2 separate regions of the Mus musculus genome follow, and region 2 is linked to region 1. A link is a contact called in public promoter capture Hi-C data. All regions are on one chromosome and are shown on one strand. Each heading gives the region's core, a stretch centred on a gene start, on an enhancer-like site or on the middle of the called end of the contact. The rest is flanking DNA. Distances are from core to core; before and after follow the strand shown. Region 1 holds the start of Dhcr24 (24-dehydrocholesterol reductase). Region 2 holds the start of Orc1 (origin recognition complex, subunit 1).

Region 1 (7,751 bases), core at 1,882-4,381:
AACAGAGTCCTCCAAAGACAGTAAGTGGAAAGCCCAGGGAAGGCTTTCTAGCAGTAGCAGAGCAGTCATAAACATGATTATCATCTCCATCGTACAATCACCCAGTGAGGCACCTACTGTTCATTGTCTGGTTAGATCTCTTCATCTCAGGAGGCTGGGTGACACACCCCCCCTTTGCAGATGAGGAAACCCAGGCAAGATAGTTTGTATGAGGTTGTACACCCCATGACTGGAAAGACCCGAATTCATAACCAGGACTGAACAAGCCGAGCCCGAAAGACAGAGAGCTGGGAGGGAGACAGAGGGGCTTAGTCCATGGAAGAAGAGCGTATCCAGTGCCAAGTAGATGCCTGCTGTCAGCATCCACATACGCTAACTCATGTACCAATTTGACAGAGGGGACAGGGAAGGAGCAGCCAGTCAGTGGGAGGAAAGACTTTGGCAAAACTTCCACACTGGAGCAAGAAGGTGCAGAGGGTGATGCACTAATGAGGAATAGAGGAAGCTGTCCTGTCCCTGCGGACGGACAAGGCAGGCGTGATGCATTGCTGTGGTCAGGGCACCCAAGCACCAACCGGTTCCTCTTCCTCTGCTTCTAGTGATTCCTCTCCCCCCACCCAGGCTGACTGTGCCCTGCTGGCCACAGTGACAGTTTTAGGAACAGGACTGTGAGCCCAGTAGGCAAACCCCTTCTGGGTCTGGTTCCAGGAGGGCACTCTCTCTTTACTGAGGTGGTGGCAACACTGGCTGGATCTAAGCCGGAAAGTGTTGGGGATTCCACAGGAAAACAGCACCCCACTAGAACGGAGCCAACTCAAGGGAAGGAAGAGCCAAGAATGACATGGCAGGCAGGATGAAGATAAATGGGGGAGGGGGTCCTGGGTTCAGTTATGCCTCAGCCAGCTGTACTGATCTAACAGGCATTCGCAAACATACTCTGACCCCAAGGGCAGCTGTCAGATAACAGTCACTGTCTTCTAGAACTCACAGGGCATCCAGCAGGTAGATGCTGTTCAGGACACAAGCTAGTGTCCTTTTTACTCAAACCAGCTTCAACTAAGTTTTGCAAGAGTCTGGTCAAGGGTCAGTGGGCTGCCCTGGAGCTGTCTGTCAGAGGGCTCAGGATGGGGAGGGGCTTTCCTCTGATTCAGTCTGGCAGAAATGCAGGACTATGAGTCCCCGGTGGGAAGACAAAGGGTGAATTCCAAGACCACCCAGCTCTGCCTGACCCTGCAGTGGGAGACTTTATGTAAACAGAGTGTGAGGGAGTGGATTAGCGGTTGCTGCTGGATCACACAGGCAGAAACTATCAAGCTTGGGACATTGATGGGATTTGGGGGTTAAAAAGTTCTTTGTCAAATCCTCAAGAGAGACAGAAAGGGTCCAGAAAGTAGGTAACTATTTGGGAAGCTATGGTAAGAAACTAGGCATGAGGCAACAAAATCAGAGATGGGATGGAGACACAAGGCTGAGGGGGTTGAGAGTTCAGGCTCTTACCGAAGCCAATGTTGACTGCCTGCCTTATTTATCGGTTGTGCTGTCTTGGGCACATGACTCACACTTTGAACCTCATTTTAGTAAAACTGGTACTAGACACCAGGAGGCCGTGGACTGTAAACTGCACACACGAGTGGCACAGGTATGGCGTGTAGGGCCCCATTGTTCCTTGCGCATCCTTCCATTTAGTTTAGGTTAACAACCTCTCACTAATACACTCTTGCCCCAAGGGGAGCCGTCAGGTAACAGTCCTGTCTTCTGGTGCTCACAGGACATCCAGCAGGTAAATAAATGGCAAATAGAACCTGCAGACAGACCCAAGGAAAATGGTGCAGGTGGGGGTGGAGGTGCAAAGTGATTCTGATCGATGCACCCTCTGCATCTCCTCTCCCTGGGTAAGGTCTTCTGGTCTGGAGGTCACTCTGCCTGGCACCTGCAGGCTAAGCCTGTGGTGCTCAGTCTGCAGCATACAGCAAGAAGTAAATAGAACAAGAGGGTGGTTGCCATGCGGGCAGCGGCAGGAAGCAGACGCTCTCTGAAGCCTGATGCAAGTTAGAGAGGAATATAAGGAGGGCAAAGGGAGCCCATGCTAACCCTGGATGAGGGGGAAGACGCTTCACTGTGAAGAGAAGTCTTAGCCTTGGTGCCGGCTGGCCTATATGAACTCCTCATCTACTTACTGGGACGACTACATCTGGATGCAGAATCTGCTGCACATTACACGGAATTGGGGGCTGATCCTGCCTTTTAATCTCTCTTTAAACCTCCATTGTAAAAGGATCCGAAGCACCTCGGACCGCAAAACAAACTTTCACCTCTTTCCTGCATAAGGCTCCTCTCCAAACTGACTTTCTAACCTTTTTCCTCTCATGACTGTGCTCCTCAGCTTCCTACTTCTGCTCAGCCAATCTCTCCACTTGGATCTCCCCCCTCCCCATTTCCCAGAACCACCTTCCAGAGGCCATTCCTCCTTTGGAATGTGGGGGGCCTGAGTTACCTGACTGTTGCGCACTTCCCGAGGGTTTAGGGTCCCTCGTTTTCTAGGCACTGCGCATGCCCTGCACCTAGCAGACACTTTATAAACCTAGGGTTAGGGTTCTGTTTGTTGCCCCGGTGCTTTTGCTGCTTCCGTTTCATCCTTGGACAGTCCCTTCCCCCATCACACGCCAGGTCCTTTGCGATCCCCACTCCCACGCCCATTCCTCCGGCCCCACACGCCCCCGTCGCCCAGAGAACCGCTACCCCGGCGCACAGCCGCGCCCCGCGCCGCTCACCTGTTTCTGGATGTCCCGCACGCGCTGCTCGTGCAGGCGCGGCGCACTGCTCAGCTTGAACACCACCCAGGCGCGCACGTAGTAGTAGATATCGAAGATGAGCGAGAGCGGCAGCAAGAAGAGGCACACGAACACCCAGCGCTGGTGGATGAGAACGAACTCCAACCCCTTCACTCGCACCCAGAGCAGAAAGAGCAGCGCGCACACGGCCAGCGACACGGCGGGCTCCATGGTGTCGCGGCGCACCGCGCGGAAGGGTGCGGGCTCGCGCCGCCCGTCTCCTTCGCCCGCTCCGCGCTCCGCCGGCTCAGCGCCTGCCGCCACCGCCCCGGGAGCCTGTAAGTCGGGCCCGCCGCCTCGCGATTGGCTTGGGTCGCCAAGGTTCGGTGGGCCGAGACCCAGGCGGCGACCAATGGTGAGCCGCGCCGGGGATCGGACCAGGGAGCCGCTGCGTTCATTGGCTGCGGGAACCGGGATGCTCCACCCTCTTCTAGTCGGCGTGCGAGGAGGGGCTGACCTGGGCTGGGGGCGCTGGTAGGGTCGGCAAGCGGCGGGCTTGGCGGGGTTTAGGGCTCTCGCTCTGGAGGCAGCGGGACCACCCTTGATCTCCTCCTTGGGTGGTGCCTCCCGTGGACACACGTCAAGCAGTTGTGCATTGGGTTACCTCCCCAGGGTGGGAGGCGCTCCAGACAACCACCCTGCAACCCTGGCAGGAGAGCCTCTGGCCTTGACCGGGGCAGGTCATGACACTCTGTAGGCACATGGCCAGGAGGGGGAATCCTTTCAATTTTCAGGGCGTTTACCATAAATGCATTTGAACTACCCCCCTTAGCAGTTCTGGGCCGTGGGTAGCTGGGACCCCCATTTTAAAATACGCGATGGTGAATTCCACCTGTCGAGTAATTTTAAAAAGCACAGAGGCGTTGATGGCATTCTTCCATGCTGAACCCAAAGTGGATGGAGGCTTGGAGACAGGAAGAAAGAGCTTCAAGGCGGCATGGCAGCCCTAGATTAAGAGTAAGAACCCAGCACATGGCCCCGGCCTTGCGGAGCAACCAGGCCAGGCTGCGGAACAACCTCTGACCTCGCCAGAAGCTTGAGTCCGGTGGTATTTGCACTTTCCCTGAACAGGAGGAAGCTCTGAAGATTTTTCAAACCTCCCAGGGCCTTGTCTGCTTCACGTGTCTTTCCTTCCCCCCCCCCCCCCCCTTCCACCTTTGTCCGGACACGGACTCGGGCACTCCATTCTGCCATCCTTTATAGCGCCACCTTCCACCTTCGGTGAATCTGTCCCTAGAAGGCTCTTTCCCCATTGTATCACCGAGGTAAAGCACTACACAGCCTAGAGATTCGCGAGGTGCCACTTCTAAAGCCAAGTTTATGTACTTCTTTCAGAGGCTCACAGTTCTTTCCATTTTTATATAATTGTCCCTTTATGTGTCTCTCCCTCCTACAGATGGAGCTTTAGGGCAAACAACACCTTGTTATTACAGCACTTTTGAATTTCCAATTTGTGGCATAATGACTAGGGCATTGTAAGGCACACCGTTGTTGACCAAAGGATAAGTGAAGAATGTATGTGGGAGTTCAAATATCCAATAGAAATCAAAGTTCAAAGTGAGAGGTTGTTTACCCTCAGCTTCCAAAGGGAGGAGTCCAGACTGGAACCGACCGTCCTACCCAGCTATGACAGCTACTGATAGAGCTGTCAGTAGCTTACACAAATTGAAATGTCCTTTAAGTGTAAAACACATGTTCATAATATTCATATTGACTTTGGTCAAAATGATTACATTATCTTGGGTTAATAGTAAAATTTTTATTTCTTGGTGTGCATGTATATGTGTATGTGTAGACATAACTGTGACCTCGAACACTCCTGTTTGTGCAAGGGAGGACATGTGTGCTTATGTGTGTATACAAAAGTTCAATGTCCACCCTCCTTTTTGAAACAGTGACTTTCAAAGAACCTGGAGCTTGCTAGACTGGCAGGCCAGTAATTCCTAAGGGATCCACTTTTTTTGTTTGTTTGTTTGTTTCGTTTTTTTTAAAATTTCCTTCCCAGTGCTATTGCAGGTGTTCACTGACATACCAAACTTTGGAAATAATTTTTCACAGTTTTTGTGTGTATGTGTATGCTTATGTGTGTTCATGTGTGCCATTTGAATACAGAAGCGTGTGAAGCTCGGAAGAGGGCAGTGGATTCCCTAGAGTGGGAGTTACAGACAACTGAGAGCCACCATGACGGTCCTAGGACCCACAGGCTTCTTGACTGCGGGGCTCTCTCCTGCCACCAACACCTGGCTTTTAAGGTGGATGCTGGGACCGGAACTCAGGCTTTTAAGGTGGATGCTGGGACCGGAACTCAGGTCCTCGCGCTTTTCGTGGCAAACACTTCAATGTCTAAACCATCACCCCAGCCCTGATTTCATGTTTTAAAGGTAGTTTCTAGAAACTTAAAAATGACAGGTTTGTGTCGTGCTATGTACCTAGAAGCTACAATCCAGAGAGGCTGTCAGAGAGAGCCTGTTCGGACCGTGTCCTGCCCTGGACCTGTTTGATGCAGCTGTTCAAACCAACACTTTATTTTGGAGGTTAAGTGTTCTGAGAAAAGTTCAAGTCTATTGTAATGTGAACAGCACGTCTAACTTAAAAATTAACTAGCGATGAGTATTTTGTAGAAGAAACAATGGAAATTACTAATTGGGATAGTCTTATTCTTGAGAAGAAGGAAGCCCATGGAAAGTAGATAAAAAATTTATTTTCAGGCAGCAACTGTCAGATAAAAGGAATGAAAAAGTAGTCATAGCAGTTCCTCTCTTCACAAACTCTCGTCCTCTGGGTAGCTGTCGTCTAAACAAGGAGGAGAGTCACCCGGAGCTGGGCTAGTTAATGGTGGGCTTCCCGCAGTCATGCAAGGACACAGAATGGCCTGGCACTTCAAAACCTCCCTTCTGGGCCTGTTTGGAGTTACAAACTCCTCTCTCTCTCTCTCTCTCTCTCTCTCTCACACACACACACACACACACACACACACACGAGAGAGAGAGAGAGAGAGAGAGAGAGAGAGAGAGAGAGAGAGAGAGAGAGGAAATGAAATCTTCTTGAGCCATTTATTAATTTGTCCTAAAGTCAAAATGACTGCTTTGAACCAGGAACCTGCTCATAACCACACATTAGTTACAGAGTTGATGAAGCATGAAAACAGGTCACTCAGAATGTGGGAAGAGGTGCTCTGGCCAGCATTTTGCAAGCTAACCAGAAATTAAGGACAATCCCTGTGATGGTTCAACCACAAACACTTTTCCTAAACTGCAGTTCTCCATTTCTTTTCCTGATAAACACAAACTTTTTAAACCACACAGCACCCCCCCCCCCAATTAAAGAGTTTAATAAACACCAGAGTCCTGGAATTTCTAGTATGTATATACAGTAGTTTCTCAGATCATTTGGTCTTTAAGCCAGGTTTATTCTAAGGAAATGGAGATGTTCAAACTCAAAGGTCAAGTAAATTGTGTTATTGTCTTATTTGGAGAAACAGTGAAATTGGAGTATGACTCTCACCATCTGGATCTTTCCAGTATTTGAATCTTCTCCCTTGGTTGGGTGGGTCATCATTTCCTGTGGCTCCACTCAACAGATATAAAGTAAGCATTCTTTTTTTAAAAATTTATTTATTATATATAAGTACACTGTAGCTGACTTCAGACACAACAGAAGAGGGTGTCAGATCTCATTACAGATGGTTGGGCGCCACCATATGGTTGGTGGGATTTGAACTCAGGACTTCTGGAAGAGCAGACAGTGCTCTTAACCACTGAACCATCTCTCCAACCCTAAAGTAAGCATTCTTTATTCTCCCCGCCCCCCCCCTTCCCTTCTCCCTCTTTATCCGGCCCCACTCATTCCGGGCCAAAGGTTGTTTATTTCTCATTACAGGTGGTTGCTGGAATTTGAACTCATGACCTCCAGAAGAGCAGTCGGACCACTGAGCCATCTCATCAGCCCTAAAGTAGGCATTCTTAAAGTTTGGATTGAAGACTAGTTACACAGGAATGCTTGCTAAATTATACTCTAGACTGCCACAGCTCACTGAATCTAAACTTCCAACAATGACCTTTCTTTCCTTCTTCCTTCCTCCCTTTATTTCATTCATTCATTCTTTCTTTTTCTCTTTCTTTTTTTCATTTCTTTTTCTTTTTGTTCTGGACATCAAACATAGGACTCTGTGTATGCTAGACATGTACTCTATCATTGGGCTACATCCCCAGCACCTTAGTAGGAACAACAGTCACATTATTTCTCTTCCTTTGGCCCCTCCTTCTCCCCCTTGTCTTCCTCCTCCTTTTTTTCCCCAAAGATGTATTTATTATATGTGAGTACACTGTAGCTGTTTTCAGACACACCAGAAGAGGGCATCTGATCTCATTACAGATGGTTACATGAGCCACCATGTGGTTTCTGGGATTTGAACTCAGGGCCTCTAGAAGAACAGTCAGTGCTCTTATCTGCTGAGCCAACTCTCCAGCTGGTTATGAGCCATCATGTGGTTGCTGGGATTTGAACTCACGACCTTCAGAAGAGCAGTTGGTGCTCTTAGCCGCTGAGCCATCTCTCCAGCCCTCCTTCTCCTTTTTCTTTATTCAATGTCAGTACTCATTTAACTGTAACATCAACCATTGGTGGGGATTTAATATTTTCTCTAATTATCAAATTGTTACTGGTCTACTAAACCATCACCAGCAGAACTAGTCCTGGCATCATGGAACTGTCTCGGGACTGAATGGAGAATTCCACTGTTACCGTCTGTATATGACAGAGAACAGGGAAGGAAGCTGAGGACACAGTATATCCAGGACAACTGGAGGAGGACTAAGGAAGCTGCTGGCAGTCATGGGCATGGCTGCGTGTTCTTGTAACCGCAGCATCAGGGGAGGAGATGGTGGACCCCAAAAGCTTGCTAGACAGACAGTCTAACTA
Region 2 (7,751 bases), core at 2,808-5,307, 2.0 Mb before region 1:
AGAAGAGGGAGTCAGATTTTCTTACGGATGGTTGTGAGCCACCATGTGGTTGCTGGGATTTGAACTCTGGACCTTAGGAAGAGCAGTTGAGTGCTCTTACCCACTGAGCCATCTCACCAGCTCCGGCTATCCTGGTTCTTGCTCTGTAGATTGACCTTGAATGCAGAGATCAGCATGTGATTAAAGGTGTGTACCACCATGCCTGGATCTAATTAAGCTGGGTAGAACCTTGCCCCAAGGTCCCACTCCCTTAATCTGTTATCTCCTAGAACACAAGATTTTGCTCCATTTCACTTCCTGGTACTCCTTCAATACTCGAACCATATATTTTATATTTTGCCTTTCTAAGCTTGCTATGCTTGTTCAAACTTCTCTATGTGAGACTTAACCAGAGAACAAAGTCTCTGCTGGGCTTTTTTGAACCTTCCTTTGTCAATGCAATTAATCCAAGTCTCTTCACCTTTGCCTCAGGCAGACTTTTCAGACAAGGGTTAAAAAGTAGCCACATTCTTCACCAAAATACCACAAAAACAGTCTTTATGCCACATACTGAAATTCTTCTCCTTTGAAATCTCTTGGGCCAGGTTAACACAGTTCAAATTACTCCCAGCAGCAAAGTCTTCCATATTCCTACTAGGATGACACATTAAGTCTCATTTAAAGCATTCCACCGAGTTCCAAATCCAAAGTCCAAAAATCTATATTCTTTCAAATAAAATCATGGTCAGGCCTATCACAGCAATACCCCACTCCTGGTACCAACTTCTGTATTAGTCAGGGTTTTACTGCTGTGAACAGACACCATGACCAAGGCAAGTCTTATAAAAACAACATTTAATTGGGGCTGGCTTACATGTTCAGAGGTACAGTCCATTATCATCAAGGTGGGAGCATGTCAGTATCCAGGCAGGCATGGCGCAGGAGGAGCTGAGAGTTCTATGTCTTCATCCAAAGGCTGCTAGTGGAAGACTGACTTCCAGGCAACTAGGGTGAGGATCTTATACCCACACCCACAGTGACACACCCATTCTAACCAGGTCACACCCATTCCAACAAGGCCACACCTTCAGATGGTACCACTCCCTGATCCAAGGATAGACAAACCATCACAAACATATATTCTTTTTATTCACTGATGCAACACACAATTGTAAGAAATAAATCTTGTAACTTGCCCCAACTTTCCACAATGAAAACAAATGTCTCTAAAATAAAAAGCACAGACTCAAGCAAATTGTAGTACTCAGTAAGTATTCATTTAAATAAAATGGGAATATCAACTGAATGATTTATCTGTAGCAAATTCCTATTTTCCATCAAAGCTTCTATAATCCTCAAATAATCTAACTTTAAGATAAATGGTGTTTAAAGGGCATTTAAAGTCGTAAAGATACTAGGCATGATGGTGCTCAATCCCAGAAGTTGAGAAACAGAGGTAGGCAAATCTGAGTTCAAGTCCAGCCTGGTCTATATAGAGTTCTATGGCAGCCAGGGTGACACACTGAAACCCTCTCTCAAAATTAAAACAACAACAAAAACCTTATATAGTCATTTTTGGAAACTAAAAAAACTTTCATACAAATTCTTGGATGTATGCCCACTCTATGACTCGGTAATTCGTATACCTATCAGAAAAGACATGAACCAAAGTGTTCCCATTAGTAGTATAGAACAACAAAATTAATCAAACTATTAAAAAACTTGCACTGTTGTAGCTTGGAATTGTATTTTCCCAAAGGTCACCTGATAAAAGCCAGGGCTGCCATGTGATAGGCTTTTGGGAACTGATTGGCTCACAGAGTATCTGACCTCTTCAATGGATTAAAGGTTCACAAATTGATGGGCTACTTGGGAGATGATAGAAATTTTGAAATCTCTTAAAATCAAGGAAACAGGCGTTAGAGAGATGGCCCAATGGTAAGAGTACCTGTTGCCCTTGTAGAGAACCTGAGCACCCACACAGCAGCTTAAAACCAACTTTAACTACAGTTCCAAGGAATAGGACACCTCCTTCTGGCCTCTGGAGACACCAGGCACATACTTCATATATAGCCACATACATGACTTAGGTAAAAGGAGTAGATCCTTAGGGACAAGCCTTTGGGGTGCCCTTATCTTGTCCTAACATGACCCTAGACAGAAATATCTGAAATTGTAAGCCAAAGTAAATCTATCTTCCTTGTTTTTTTTTTCAAGTACTGTGTCATAGCAACAGAAAGTTGGCAAACACATGCACACAAAATGTAGGATTCCTCACAAAATGAAAAGATGACAAGTTAGATGCCTACAGTACAAAAGGCCTGCTACCTGCTGTCCTTAGGACTTCTTTCCAGAAATCCTAATTATTCATCAACTTTCCACTGAGGAATGACACTCATATAAAAGCATGTTGAAATGCTAATACACAGCTCAATCAACTACTCTTCCACACACCCCCAACCCCCCCCCTCCATCAGCAAAATGATTTTGATTATCAGCAAAAATGGTGAATGGACTGGGGAGCCAGGAGGATTGGTTTGGCAAAGAGAAGAGTTTGACTTCTAGCGATATCCATGGAAGGACACCACAAGTCTGAACCCAGTACAGGAACCATACCCAATGCAAAAACATAAAAGGAACCTTAATAAAAGTTAAGCCCAAACTCTTGACACATGTACCTCATTTAAATCTTTAAAGTAACCCCAGAACAATGTAAATTCATAGAAGATGCTCAATAATAAATATTTGCTAATGAAAGGGAGATGTTATCTTTGTACAAGTTAAGTCTGAACAGTCAGATACCAATAAGCTACCTTACCTTATGTATCATCGTATCACCTGTGAAAATAGTATTTACTTCTGGCAGCTTATTATATACAGTAATATATACAGCTTCCCAATCAGAGTGGCAGGTCCACCGGACCCATTTCCTAATCCACAAAATGGAAAAATAGTATCTCTTTTTATTCAACCAATATTATTTGAGGCCTGTGTGCTAAGCACTGTTCTAAGATAATCAGACTAAGAGAAAATACGGTATGATAAACCAATGCCCATCCTACTGTAGCCAACTATTGAAACAATGGATTCCAAGAAGTTTGACTTGTCCCCAGAACTTCATCCTGAAGCCAGAGGAACAACTTGTCTATAGGAAGGATTAGCAACAACAGTCTGGAGGAGCCTCTCAGGAGAGGGGGCTGAGATGTGTGTCTATAAGTGTTCCAGGACAAACGGGGCTACAGAGAGAAACTCTGTTTTGAACCCCCCTCCCGCACCTTCCCCAATCTAATTCTGAAAAAACAGGGTGTGGTGGTGCATGCCATTAATTCTAGGGCCTGAGGCAGAGGCAGTCTCTAAATTCGAGACCAGCCTGGTTCTGAGCAAGCTACAGGACAGCCGGCTCTACACAGAAAAATGTCTAAAAACCATTACAGTAGAAAATAATTACGATTATTCGACTTCTATGGAAAACTAAAAAGACCTCGTGACAGGAATCTCACAGCTCAAAGCTTAGAACTCCCAATTTCTCCAATTGTTAAGAGAAGGCTAGACCCAAGAAAGTAGAATACGAGCCATTAGATGTTTTCTCCAGTGATTGGAGATGAAAGCTCACTTAAGGGCAAGCCATGTGGAGAGGAGACGCCAAAGTCCCAGAAAGTGACTTAGAGAAAGTCTGTCTCTGGGCGGAATCACCAGTAAAGCGGAGAGCAACACCAGCTCCGCGGTTCCAGAGGAAAGGTTGCGAGTGCTTTTCAGAAGCAGTGCACGCGGAGAGCCAAAGCCTTAGGCTCCCCACCGAGGGCCGGCGCCACCCGCTTCTCCGAGGTCTCCTTCAGTGCAGGAAGTGTTCCTGGAGCTCCGGGGAGGCGAGAAGGTTTACAGGCTTGCGAGCGGTGCCGGCACCGACGGCCCTAGGTGCACGTGTATGCAGTCCGTGGACAACGACCCGCACTCACCTCGCCGACGCTTTGCAGTCCAGGCACTGGAGTAGCTGGGGGACGCTCGCTCGTCCAGGTCTGGCTCCTCCGGGAGACCACGGCTACAACACGTAGTCCCAGCTCTCAGCTGACTAAGAACTGAAGGCACAGGAGAAAACTTTTCGCGCCACTAACCGAAACCCCGCCCACAGTGTGATTCTGATTGGCGTTTCGGACACTCGCCACGCCCTCCCGGGGGTTCATGACGTACTTCCGCCAATTTGCTTGGGCCCTCTCTGGTGCGGGGTGTGCGTATTCCGGCGAAAGAGTTCTACGCCACAGCTTCCGGTACGAAGCTGGTGGCTTTCCGCGGTCGCAAGGGATTCCTTAATGTTTCCCTAGCCTCCGGTAGTCCTTTTTTTTTTTTCCCTTCTTTTAAATAAATACTGAATGTGACGTATTAAGCAAGCCGACGGAAATAGAATTGAAAGAGTTCTAAAATGGCGAACCGTACAGTGAAGGATGCCCACAGCATCCATGGCACCAACCCTCAGTATCTGGTGGAGAAGATCATCCGGACGCGAATCTATGAATCAAAGTACTGGAAAGAAGAGTGTTTTGGACTTACAGGTGAGCGACAGCGCGCAGCCCGCGTCTCGGCTTACGGGTGGTTTCTTCTGTCTGAGTGAGGAAGGACGGACCCTTTGGGGGTGATACTGGAAGAGTATGTCAACTATTCATATAAACTGCTCTGTGCCTGGACTTGTACTAGACGGGACACAGACAAATCTGACACGATCTTTTTCTCTTTTCTCTTTTTTCTTTTCCGTTTTCCGAGACAGGGTTTCTCTGTAATAGCCCTGGCTGTCCTGGAGAACTGCTGGCTTCGAACTGCCTCTGTCTCCCGAGTGCTGGAATTCAAGGAATACACCAGCACCGCAGGGCTCACCGGTCTTTCCTTCTTTCTTTCTTTCTTTCTTTCTTTCTTTCTTTGGGGGGGGGGGGGGGTGGGCTCCGAGACAGGGTTTCTCTGTAGCCCTGGCTGTCCTATGTCCTGGAACTCACTTTGTAGACCAGGCTGTCCTCGAACTCGAACTCAGAAATCCGCCTGCCTCTGCCTCTGCCTCCCAAGTGCTGGGATTAAAGGCGTGCGCCACCACGTCCTGCTTGACCGGTCTTTCTTTTTTTTGTTTTGTTTTTCGAGACAGGGTTTCTCTATAGCCCTTGCTGTCCTGGAACTCACTTTGTAGACCAGGCTGGCCTCGAACTCAGAAATCCACCTGCCTCTGCCTTCGAGTGCTGGGATTAAAGGTGTGCGCCACTACACCCGGCTTGACCGGTCTTTCTTGATGCTGAAGGATTTCTTTAGTTTTTTTTTTTTTTTTTTGAGCCATTCCATTTTTTTAAATTAATTAATTTATTTGTTTATTTATTTATTGATAGTCTGCTGGGTCCTAGATTGTTTATCTCAGGGACCAGATAAGGGTTCCTTTAATGCAGCTTGAAGATGTTCAAGGAACTTCACCATTCCTATAATAAAATTCTTGCTGTTCTTAAATGGGTCAGTAGTTTCATTTTTGACCTGCTTCCCCTAGTCCTTTAGGTTTCTGTTTTGTTTTGGGGTTTTTTTGTTGTTGTTTTTTTCCCCTGAGACAGGGGGCCTTGGATGGCCTGGAACTCTCTTGAACACACAGAGATTCATCTGCCTTCCCCTTCTGGTCCCTAGGATTAAAGGCATGAGCCACCTCGCTGGCTCCTAAGTTTTTTAGAGTGGCTCTCTGTCAGCTGTCGTAGCTTTGTTCAGCTTCACCTGGTGTGACTCTGGCTGTGGTTCTTGAGCATGTAAAATCACTTAAGCTCTTTTTTGTTCTCATTATCCTTAGCTGGAAGCCAGGACAATGATTATTTGTTTTTTTGTTTTGTTTTAGACAGGGTTTCTCTGTGTAGTCCTGGCCCTGGCTGTCCAGGAACTCACTCTGTAGACCAGGCTGGCCCTGAACTCACAGAGATGTGCCTGCCTCTGTCTCCCGAGTTCCGGCATTAAAGTTGTACACCACCCCAGACCAGCATCTGGTAGTAATAAGAGGACTTTTCCCTCATAATTTGTTGTATAAAGATTGAGGACTCATGAGTCCCACCCTTCCTTGATGGACTAAACAATTAATGGAGACTGGGACGAGGGGTCTGTCTCTCTCTGTAGTGCTGTAGTTCCAGGCATATGTAGCCCTGGCTGTTCTAAAACTCACTCTGCAGACTAGGCTGCCTCAGACCCAGAGATCTGCTTACCTCTGCCTCCTGAGTGCTGGGACTGAGCAATCATCACCATGCTCAGGGTTTTTTGTTTTTTTCCTTTTTAAGGCTGTTATTAATAAGCTCTTGTTCTCTTAATATTAAATTCTTATTGACTATTTAGGAACTCTAAACCTTTAGCTATTTAACCTTCCAACCAAGAAAAACTAAGGCCAAGAAAAACTAAAGCCTTTAATATGTCTAAGATGTATGTCACTTTGTTTTTGGCTGTTTCAGCTGAACTTGTAGTGGACAAAGCCATGGAGTTAAAGTTCGTTGGTGGTGTGTATGGTGGAAACATAAAGCCAACTCCTTTTTTGTGTTTAACCTTGAAAATGCTTCAGATTCAACCTGAGAAGGATATCATTGTTGAGTTCATAAAAAATGAAGATTTCAAGTGAGTATGTTAACAAGTACAACACTTCTAGTGGTTCAGAATTGGCTTTGTTAATAGGACTGTTGTGTTTCATTTCCACACGCTTTTGCCCTTGAACTTGTATTTTGTTTGCTGTGGTAACATAGACCTAACTCCCCCTTCCCCCAAACAGATTTCACAAATTAAATAAGTATACACACATAGTATTTGTACATATGCATACATACACACATACACACAGATTCTCATCAAAGCCATATGTTGGTAGCCATCAGATGTGGGAGTCATACAACATAAGATGTTAGTTGAAAGGTTAGTTCTGTATCTTATTTAGACTTTGTTACCTATTGACTGTGACCCCATAGAATTTCTTTAATTATTTAAAGCCTATCAATGTAGGGTAAACGTAATTAGCTGTTTCATATTATCTATTCTCTAGGAATGCAGAGGCAGGTGTAGGAGGCAGGTATATTAGCTGATCCTATGCCGAACAAAATATGTTTTAAGGGCTTCACATATAGTGATTCATAGATCTGTGGCTGAGATCAAGCCTGAGGGCAGAAAAATGCCAGGGGGCTGAGTCTGATTCCTCCAATGTGAGCTGGAGAGGTAAAGCTGGCTTCAGAGGATGGTTTGGTTTGGTTTGGTTTGGTTTTTTTGAGATATTGCCTCACAATGCAGTCCTGGCTAATCTTGTATTTATGGCAGTCCTCTATCCGCTGCCTCCTGAGTACTAGGCTTCACTTAGGATTCCTGCCAGAATGCATATTCATTGCTGTACTGTTCTTCTCACATGATGAAGCTTGAATTTCAAATGGAGATTTGAGTAAGGAATTGGATATATGAGATGAAAAAGGAGGGATAATACTTAAAAAAGACAATTAGAAATTAACTTAGTAAGAACATATGCTCATACTGTTGATAACACTATAGTTTTCTTGCATTTATTTATTGCACCAAGGTAGTACATTAGGTAGCAGATTCTCCATTTTAGAGGTTGAGAAAACACGTTCAATATCTGGTACTAAAGTTAGTAATTTATGAAATCAGAATTTTAACCTCTATGACTTTGACCTTTATCTAGAACCTACATTTGTGCCTATGTATGCATGTTCTAGCATTATTATAAAATATATATTATGTTTACTGTGTTGTAAGTGTTACCTTTTTGGAATCTTAGGCTAATTCTG

The links. Promoter capture Hi-C pulls out the DNA fragments that hold promoters and counts their contacts.
Region 2: a contact with region 1 is called in a promoter capture Hi-C map of hippocampal neurons, with 3 times the contacts expected there. The contact joins the promoter of Orc1 here to the promoter of Dhcr24 in region 1. A contact is called at or near these places in 2 of 39 promoter capture datasets (hippocampal neurons and pre-B cells).

What each region holds. Positions count from the first base shown.
Region 1 is chr4:106,556,418-106,564,168 of GRCm38.p6, reverse strand. It overlaps Dhcr24 (24-dehydrocholesterol reductase), which reads right to left and starts at 3,131. Exons shown (of 9, transcript NM_053272.2): 1 at 2,772-3,131. The coding sequence starts at 3,002.
Region 2 is chr4:108,575,760-108,583,510 of GRCm38.p6, reverse strand. It overlaps Orc1 (origin recognition complex, subunit 1), which reads right to left and starts at 4,057. Exons shown (of 17, transcript NM_011015.2): 1 at 3,936-4,057. Prpf38a (PRP38 pre-mRNA processing factor 38 (yeast) domain containing A) reads left to right here and starts at 4,175. Exons shown (of 10, transcript NM_172697.3): 1 at 4,175-4,526; 2 at 6,423-6,582. The coding sequence starts at 4,397.